3 separate regions of the Mus musculus genome follow, and all the other regions are linked to region 1. Evidence: chromatin contacts called from public HiChIP or PLAC-seq and promoter capture Hi-C data. All regions are on one chromosome and are shown on one strand. The core of a region is the stretch at or near the end of the contact, and the rest is flanking DNA. Distances in the headings are between cores, read along the strand shown.

Region 1 (2,868 bases), core at 132-2,631:
AACCACGGACACACACTACTGTTTGAAGAAACTGAGGCATATGGAGTTTATGTGACTTAGCCCAAGACACACAGTCCTTTGTCCCACAATTTAGCCTAGGCTGGTCTGGAATTCAGGTTCCTCTGGTCTCTTCCTTCCAAGAGCTGGAATCACAAGGGTGAAGCATCACACTTGACCTCAGACCTGCAATCCTAAGTGACAGACTGGGCTGAGACTTGAACCAACTACCTGTCTTTGTGTGGTCCCAGCAACTCTGCAGGAGGAAAAATCTGTGCGATTTTTCTTTGTTTCATTACTGGGTCTCTTGTAGTTTAGGCTGCCCGATATTTGCTGTAAGCTAAGACTACCGTAGAACTCCCGATTCTCCTGCCTCGGACAGCCCCTGTTGTTGGCTATGGTGCTTGGAGGGCCGGGGTTGGATGGCAGATGTTGAAAGCTTGAGTTGTCAACGTCTCAGCAAAATTAAAGTGACTAGGCTCCCCTGGGGCCAGAGGCACTGAAAGGCAAGACTGCCTGCCTTGCCAAAGATCCTCCTCCGCCTGCTTCACGGAGCCTGCTCGGCTTGGAGAGGGGCCGCAGCATCCCAGGCACAGGTGACCACATTCACAGCACAGAGCAGAACCTGTTTTCTGTAGTCAGCCTTGCCTGGGTGACCTAGCCATGGTCTACCTTCCTGAGAGCTAGCAGAGGGAGCTGGGAGGAAACCAGGTGTGGTGTTTTATAAATATAAAAAAGGAAAGAGCCAAGGATATGTTTATATCTGAGTTCCATGCCAGCCTGGTCTACGGAGTGAGTTCCAGGACAGCCAGGGCTACCCAAGAGAAACCCAGTCTGTCTCCAAAATCCCAAACCAAACGAACAAAAGGACAAAACCCTTCAAAACAAAACAACAATCACACCAGTAGATCTAACACCAGGGATCCTGAGGCAAGAGAGCCTGGGAGCCCGAGGCTAACCTCGGAAACTCAGTGAGACCAGGTCTCAAAGTCAGTCGATGAAGGGCCTTGGAGCTGCAGGTGCAGAGGATGCTTGCCTGCCACATCGGGAGGTTCAGTCCTCAGCACTGTCCCCAGCTGAGGAGACAGGGAGGCTGGGCTGGGCTGAGGTATGGCAACAGGAAGAAGCACGCGGAAACACACCCCCACGTTGACCTCCTTCCCGGCACTCCCAGAGCCCGGCTGGTCCTCCTAGGCCTGCCCACCTTTTGTGTGCTCCAGGTCATTAAGCTGCTAAACTCGCCACAACTGAGGGCTCCGTGCCCCAGGGAGGAAACCACTGAAGAAGCGTCCCTGCTCCTTCGCACCCCAAACCATCAATTAATATTAACAAGGGAGAATGCTCCTCGATGCCTAAAGACCCCCAACAGGGTACAAATGGAGCAGGAGCCACGCCCCCCATGACTCAGGAGGTTAAAGGGCTTGGGTCCATCTGTGTGCCCAGAGTGTCCGAATGGCGAGTGGCAACAGGAAGGTCACCATCCAGCTGGTGGACGACGGGGCCGGGACTGGAGCTGGGGGCCCACAGCTCTTTAAAGGCCAGAACTACGAAGCCATCCGAAGAGCTTGCCTGGATTCCGGGATCCTGTTTCGTGACCCTTGCTTTCCTGCTGGCCCTGATGCCCTTGGCTATGACAAGCTGGGACCTGACTCAGAGAAGGCCAAAGGGGTGGAATGGAAGAGGCCCCATGTAAAGTGGGGCTGGGCTGGGACCTGGGTCTGATGGGGGAGGGCCAGGACAAGGACTCCTGGGTCTGAGGGAGGAGGACCAGGTCCTGGACTCTTGGATCTGAGGGAGGAGGGCCAGGGCCTGGGTCTGAGGGAGGAGGACCAGGGCCTGAACTCTTGGGTCTGAGGGAGGAGGACCAGGGCCTGAACTCTTGGGTCTGAGGGAGGAGGACCAGGGCCTGAACTCTTGGGTCTGAGGGAGGAGGGCCAGGGCCTGGGTCTGAGGGAGGAGGACCAGGGCCTGGACTCTTGGGTCTGAGGGAGGAGGGCCAGAGTCTTAGCCTGAGGGATCAGGGCCAGGACATGAACCCTTGAGTGTAAGAGAGACAGGCTGAGGTCTAGAATCCTGGTTCTTAGGAAAAGGGAGTGGGGGATAAGAGCAGACTCAGCCACGGGATTCAAGGGGATCCAGGAAGGCAAACTCCCACCCACAGACTTTCCCAAGGTTGGAGGCCCTCACTACCTGGGTACTGGTGTCAGGGCTCAGGCCTCTGACTTCTCCATTGTTCCAGCCTTCCCTTACCTGGCTTCTCTGGAACCTTAATCTTCCAGGAGTTTTGTGCTGAGCCCCAGTTCATCTGTGAAGACATGAGCAGAACAGATGTGTGCCAGGGAAGCTTGGGTGAGCCCCCTTGTGACTGTCTGGAGCCCCTAGACCCAGGACTTGAACAGCTCCTCTCCTCTGTCTCCTGTCCCCATGGCTTCTTTCTTCAGTCTGCTGGTCTCTGGTCCACTCGTACCTAATCTGAGCCTCTTTCCTCCTCCTCCTAGGAAACTGCTGGCTTCTTGCAGCTGCTGCCTCCCTCACACTCTACCCCAGGCTCCTGTACCGGGTGGTCCCCCCTGGACAAGGTTTCCAAGATGGCTACGCGGGGGTCTTCCATTTTCAGGTAGAGTCCAGTTCCTTGCTCTGTGCCTCAATTTCCCCCGTGGTAGCATGATGACATAGGCTTCACAGTTACCATTATGTCCCTACCCCAGCGCAGGGGGACTGGAATTCCAGAACTTGGGAAGCAGAAGGCAAAAGCGGGGGTTGGAGGTAGGAATCAGGCAGGGTCTGGAAGCTGAGCCGCTCCTGCCCTGTGTTTTGTTTTGTTTTGTTTTGTTTTGTTTTGTTTTTCTTCACCAGCTATGGCAGTTTGGC
Region 2 (2,868 bases), core at 174-2,673, 58 kb after region 1:
GGGCATTGGGTGTTCTTCCATAGTACCTGGTTTCAATTCCCAACAAACACAAAAGCTCACAACTGTCTGTAACTCTCCAGTTCCAGAGGATCTGATGTCCTCTGACACACATGCAGGCAGAACACCAATGTACAGGGTGTGTTTGTGTGTGTGTGTGTAACAAGTAGGACAGTGAAAAATAAGATCTAAAGAATGGAAATGGAAAGAGGCTAGCGGCCGGGCATGGTGGCGCATGCCTTTAATCCCAGCACTTGGGAGGCAGAGGCAGGCGGATTTCTGAGTTTCAGGCCAGCCTGGTCTACAGAGTGAGTTCCAGGACAGCCAGGGCTACACAGAGAAACCCTGTCTCGAAAAAAACAACAACAAAAAAACAAAAAACAAAAAAACCAAACCAAACCAAACCAAAAAAAACCAAAACAAACAAACAAAAAAAGAGGCTAGCACTGAGGCCCTTGTGAAGGCACCAGGCAAGAGAGAACATGACTGTATCTGGGAAATGTGGATGTGACTGGAAAGTCTAGTGGACAAAGCACATGCCACAGGGCCCCATCATGGGAACAAAGATACCTAGGAGCAAGCCAAGCAGGATGATGCTCAGCCCTATGACAACAGCTCAGAGAGCCCAAGGCAATGCTTGGGCCAAACTACTTCCAACTGGTGCAAGGACCTGACCGCTTGGCTGTGCTCTTACAATGGGACAAAGAAGCTGTTTCAGAACTGTTCCTCGCCCCCGCCCCCCACCCCCCTCGGGCTTCCTGGGAGGAAAAGCTACAACTTGTGCTTTTCTGGGCCTGTCTATAGCAGAGCAAAGCTGTCTGTGTACCTCCTAATATCTGGTCTAGAGGCTACATACATGCAGCATTCTGCATGATGCATGTGCTCAACATATGCTTAGGGAGATTTGTGGGCTCTGTAGCCCCCTCTAAGCCCACTGCAAAGACACTGCTACCTACCCCTTGCCTCTGTTCAGCTCTATCCACTATCACCTCTGAGATGGTATGAGGAAGACATGCTTACTATCTGGCAGCTGAGCTGACTGCAGCTCAGTCTTCCATAAAGAGCCGGCTTCTAATATGACACCATGGAACTCTCTTCAAAGCCCCCCCGCCCCCCGCCCCCCACATCCAACCCCATAAAGATGCCATCTCTCTAAATCCTGACCACTCTGGGGTGGAGACTCTTGGCCATGATTTTGTAAATAAGAAAACTGAGGCTTCTTTGCCTGAAGTCCCCTAGGCAGGCAGAGAGCCTCTGGTATACTCCAGCTTGTAGCCTGAATCCCTGGAAACCAAGCTCAAGAGTATGGTAGTACTCACAACCTGAGCACATGGGTCCCAGGAAAGAGGCTCACAAGTGTATGAGCCCTGTGGCCAGGCCTCTGGGGGAGGAGGCAATGTGGTGCCCTCACTGGGCTCACTCAGCTGAACCTTCACCAGGGAACCTCTGCCCGACACCTCATTAGCCAAAGTGCTTGTGTTACAACATGGACTAGAGCCCTTCAGATAGCTGGAGGCTCCCAGGTCAGCTCTCAAGAACGCATCGAGATGCTCACACAGATCCTCCTTCTCAAAAGTTATTTCTGGGCTTATTAAAAAGCAACAGTCAAGAAAACCACACCCAATCCAGGTTGGCTGTACTCTCATCGTGCGAATCTCAGACCAGGATTAATTCTTTGGCTGGTTTCAAACCTTCAATTTCAAAGCTATCTAGTTTGTGCTTGTCTACAAAGGAATGTTACTGGGCACCTCCCACTAGCAGCACAGAAAACAACTCCCACTACCGTCACCTGCTCCTCCAGACCAAGCCATATATAGGCAGCCAACTTCAGAAGGCCTCGCTCAACTCTCTACTCCCCACTACTTAATCAGGTTCCCCAACACAATCTTTAGCCAAATGCCTCTCTCCTAAGGGTCCAGGGAACAGAGAGGTGGGCTATGAAACCAGAGATTTCTCCAACTCTCTCCTCACCACACCCCATCCTCTGGACAGGATGCCATCTCATGCTTGAATCCCAAGCCTCACCAGGAGACCAACTGCTCCATCCTGCTAGAATAGCCAAAAAGGGGGAAAGCCCTATTTGGTTCTCAGCTCTGCTGTTCACAGGCTAGGTGGCCTAAGGCAAGCCAGGTCCCCTTATCCCCAAGGCTGTTTATCAATGCCGAGTGCATGTGAGGCTAAGCTGAAGGAATGCTGGTGTGCCATCTGTACCAGCATCAGATGACACAGTTTCTGAGATGTCCCTCTTGCCTGGGAGCCTCAAGGGCAGGGCTGGCCCTGGACTTTTCGATGCTGTGTACTCAGTGTCTAAAACATTGACTAAATGTTTGTGGACAATGTTGTCTCACGAGGGCCTATCTTCCTGGCCCCTAGACATGTGGCCGATTTCTCACCTCTCAAATGCCTCTCCAGGTCGCTCCTTCCCAGCCTATTTCACCTCAGAAAGAGCACACCTTGAAACACTTCATTATCTGAGAGTTGTGTGCTGGGTTGCATCGTTAGCTCCACAAGGACAGGAGGCCTACTTTGTTCCTACCACTTTAACAAACAAAACAGAACAAAAAAATCTGAAGCTGGTAAGATGGCTTCTTACACTCTGCTCCGATTCACTGCCATCCTTTTTCCATTCATTCCAAATCCACCAAAAAGGATACGTTGGGGGTAGAGGGCACAAACCCTTATAAAACTTGGTGTGGTGAGTGTATGGCTGGAACCCTGGCACCCAGGAAGCTAAGGCAGGAGGATATAAAATCTGAATCCAGCCTGGTCTACGTAGCAATTTCCAGGCCAGCCAGGGGTATTGAGACTCTTGTCAAAATAAACAAAAAACCCTCTAAAACCTCACATAATACTGCTATGTGATCCACAGTG
Region 3 (2,868 bases), core at 172-2,671, 38 kb after region 1:
CTTCCTATATTCATTCAGCTCACAGAAGTCCTATTTAGGAGCCTAGCAGCCAGCCCTCCCTCCCATCCCCCGCTTACCTTCTGCCCCGATGGACACCAGCTTGACTCCCTTGCTGGCGATGAAGTCCAGGGCTTTGTTTACATTGTTGATCTTGTGCACTCGCATCTTCCCCCGCTCTGGCTTAGGCAAACGCTCCCCTGAGAAGACAGGTGGTGAGGGGGATCTTCACAGTCACTCAAACCACTCCCAGCCCTACCACACAGGCTGAAACTGTCAAGCTTCCCAGTGGCAAAGGGGCAGCACCAGTGCCTGCTAGAGCAGGGTATAGTATGGGTTGCACAGTGCTACCTGAGCCTTACCTGAAATGACCTCCAACAGAAGCATAAGTTTGAGCCCATCCCTGAAGTCCTCATCGATATTCTCGATCTGAGTGCCAGCCTTCCGAAGATGAGAGTTGCACCAGGCTGTGAAGGTCTAAGGAAGAGGAACAGAGAAGGGATAGAGGTAAGCCAGCATCAGGGCTTTACACCAAGCAGTACTGACCCTCTATATACATCATGCCTTAAGACAGGTTCTCACGTAGCCCCGGCTGGATTCAAGGATGGCCTCCTAGTCTTTTGGCCTCCACTTCTCCAAATGCTGAGATTATGTAAGCATGGGACCACATTCAGCTACATACAATTTTTTTCCTGATCTTAAAAGTGATCTAGGCAGGCTGTTAAAGAGGCATTCATTCCCAGGCAGACACCGGTCCAAGAGTTAACAGGCTTTCTTTACGTAGCCTCAGCTGTGACCTTCCTACTACTGGACACATATGACCTGGGGCAAGAAAACTAGTGGGTGAGCAAAGTATTCTACAAACCAAGCCTCCCTGGAGCTGAGGTAACCCAGCAGCTAAGCCCTCTGCTGTAAGCCCCAATTCTGACCCATAGTTTGCAGCCTCACAGGTCAAACACCTTGGCCTCCCTACATAGTGCATTCTTCCAAATGTTGGAAACTGGATGTGCCTTAGGGGTGGCTGAAAGGTAAGACGTATCTGGGAAGTTTCTGAAGCTCAGGTAGATGCTCTGGAAGAGAGCTACAAAGTAAGAAGCTGCCGTCCCAGAGCCCAGCATACTGCAAATGGTGGCAGAACACCCAAGTGCAGGGCCACTCAGTGCCTGCAAGCTGAAGCCTGTTATCTCTGCCACAGAAGCGGCTCAGATCAGTTAATACAAACAAGCCCAGACATCTTCTGGGGAAACTGGCCCTCTCCCTCCCACGGCAGGATCTGGGAAAACCCAAGCCTTTGCTCTCCTAGGAGCCCCCAGAACAGAAATGGGCAGCCCGCCAGGAACATGCAAGAGCACATTCCATGCCTGGGGTGTAAGCAAAGGCCACACGGGGTGCCAAGGGCTTCCATGGAGCCTCTGGCCAAGCATCATGTGTTTTGACAACTGCCGGCAGGCCTGCTCATTCAGAGACTCAGCAGAAGGCGCCTTCCAGACAAAGACACTGTCTAATAATACACCAACCTACAGCGAGGACTCAGCAAATGAGGGCAGCTGGAGTAGCCAGACCCAACCACTCACCCATGCTGCTATGCAAAGTGCTATGACTGGGAGACAGAGACCCCTCCTGGTTGCACTCTGGTGTTTCTCACCTACCCATGCCTCTGCCTACTTTGTAGCCTTGCAATGGAACCATCACTTACCCATCACTCAAAATGCAACCCATGTGGGTGTGGTGGTACATGCTTATAACTCCAGCACTCAGGAGGCAGACACAGGAGGATCATAGTTTGAGGCTAACCTGAGCTAACATACCAAGAATCTGTCTCATAACAACTAAAACTAAAACACGGTATAGCTCCTCCTAAAGACTGACCCACCACTCTGCACAGTCTGGTTCTGACCCAGTGTCAGCTACTGATCGCTGACAATGATCTCTTCTGTCACCCACATCTGTGTGCTCCTTCAGGGGAGGGACCCCAAAGCAGGCTCTCACTTACCTGTTTGCCAATCCCCTCCTCCTCCAGCCCCAATTCTCCTTCTTTCACCTGACAGGTCTGAATTCAGACAAACCAAGTCTAGACTTGGCTATAATTCTGAGACAAATTTTCTAACCTTTCCTAACATCCATTTTCTCTTACCTAACACAGCAATGAAGATGCCACTGGGGCTGTGAACATTATAAAGACCTGTGTGTGTGCTAAGGCAGTAGTGCTCAATGTCTCCTCTGCCCCTAACTTCAGGAATCCTGTCAACTGCTTCAAGTGGTTGGTTACTCTGAGCTCTGTCCACCCTAGACTGCAGGTACAGACCATGGCTCACATCATGCAGCAGTCTCCATCCATGTCTATTTTTTCTTTTCTTTTGGGGGTTGGGGGAGTAAGAGAGGCTAGCCTCCCTCTCACTATGTGGCTTTGAACTTTTTAATTTTGAAACCTAGAAGAGGGCATCGAATTCTCTGAAACTAGAATTTATACACAGCTGTGAACTGCCATGTGGGTGCTGGGGGTTGAACACAGGCCTTCTGGGGGTGCTCTTTACCACTAAGCCATCTCCACTGCGTTGGCTTTGAACTCTCAATCTTCTTGCCTCCCCCTCCCAAGCACTAGGATGACAAGTGTGAACTACCATGCCTTTTTTAATTGTTGTACGGATTCTAGCAGACACACACCCCACTCTCCTGCCATGTGTGATCCTTCTTGTTGTCCAAAATACAGTGGGCAGGTACTGTACTCAGAGATAAGCTGGGGCATGATTCAGTGGTGGTGTGCGTGCCTACTGCACAAAGCCCTTGGGTCTTATCCACAGCACTGCTAATCTCAAGAGCAAAGCTCAAGGGGAATACGGCCCAGGGTGCAGAAGGAGACAAGGCTGAGCA

Evidence for each region. Promoter capture Hi-C pulls out the DNA fragments that hold promoters and counts their contacts. HiChIP or PLAC-seq counts read pairs in DNA pulled down with a chosen protein or histone mark.
Region 2: a contact with region 1 is called in an H3K27ac HiChIP or PLAC-seq map of embryonic stem cells, with 6 read pairs. The contact joins the enhancer-like site here to the promoter of Capn12 in region 1. A contact is called at or near these places in 1 of 39 promoter capture datasets (macrophages), 1 of 15 datasets of contacts at CTCF or cohesin (the NIH/3T3 cell line), 2 of 484 Hi-C or Micro-C datasets (embryonic stem cells and nephron progenitors), 4 of 115 datasets of contacts at active chromatin or transcription factors (bone marrow-derived macrophages, embryonic stem cells, extraembryonic endoderm stem cells and 1 more) and 2 of 9 other capture datasets (adipose tissue and liver).
Region 3: a contact with region 1 is called in a promoter capture Hi-C map of epiblast stem cells, with 3 times the contacts expected there. The contact joins the enhancer-like site here to the promoter of Capn12 in region 1. A contact is called at or near these places in 5 of 39 promoter capture datasets (the 3T3-L1 cell line, embryonic stem cells and epiblast stem cells), 1 of 15 datasets of contacts at CTCF or cohesin (the NIH/3T3 cell line), 17 of 484 Hi-C or Micro-C datasets (the AML12 cell line, the C10 cell line, Th1 cells and 7 more), 10 of 115 datasets of contacts at active chromatin or transcription factors (the HPC-7 cell line, embryonic fibroblasts, embryonic stem cells and 6 more) and 4 of 9 other capture datasets (adipose tissue, embryonic stem cells, liver and 1 more).

What each region holds. Positions count from the first base shown.
Region 1 is chr7:28,880,275-28,883,142 of GRCm38.p6, forward strand. Capn12 (calpain 12) reads left to right here and starts at 1,382. Exons shown (of 21, transcript NM_001110807.1): 1 at 1,382-1,686; 2 at 2,277-2,346; 3 at 2,496-2,614; 4 at 2,854-2,868. The coding sequence starts at 1,450.
Region 2 is chr7:28,938,203-28,941,070 of GRCm38.p6, forward strand. All of the region lies in intron 1 of Actn4 (actinin alpha 4), which reads right to left. Among named protein-coding and RNA genes, the nearest start is that of Gm51446, 3.3 kb to the right of the region's middle. Within about 2 kb of position 1,424, at least 54 of the 459 cell types and tissues checked have an H3K27ac peak or open chromatin away from gene starts, as enhancers often do. A contact at or near this core is called in adipose tissue, embryonic stem cells and extraembryonic endoderm stem cells, where this site is marked.
Region 3 is chr7:28,918,595-28,921,462 of GRCm38.p6, forward strand. Actn4 (actinin alpha 4) reads right to left here. Exons shown (of 21, transcript NM_021895.3): 2 at 360-474; 3 at 78-197. Among named protein-coding and RNA genes, the nearest start is that of Gm38978, 7.4 kb to the right of the region's middle. Within about 2 kb of position 1,422, at least 126 of the 459 cell types and tissues checked have an H3K27ac peak or open chromatin away from gene starts, as enhancers often do. A contact at or near this core is called in the AML12 cell line, the NIH/3T3 cell line, adipose tissue and 4 more, where this site is marked.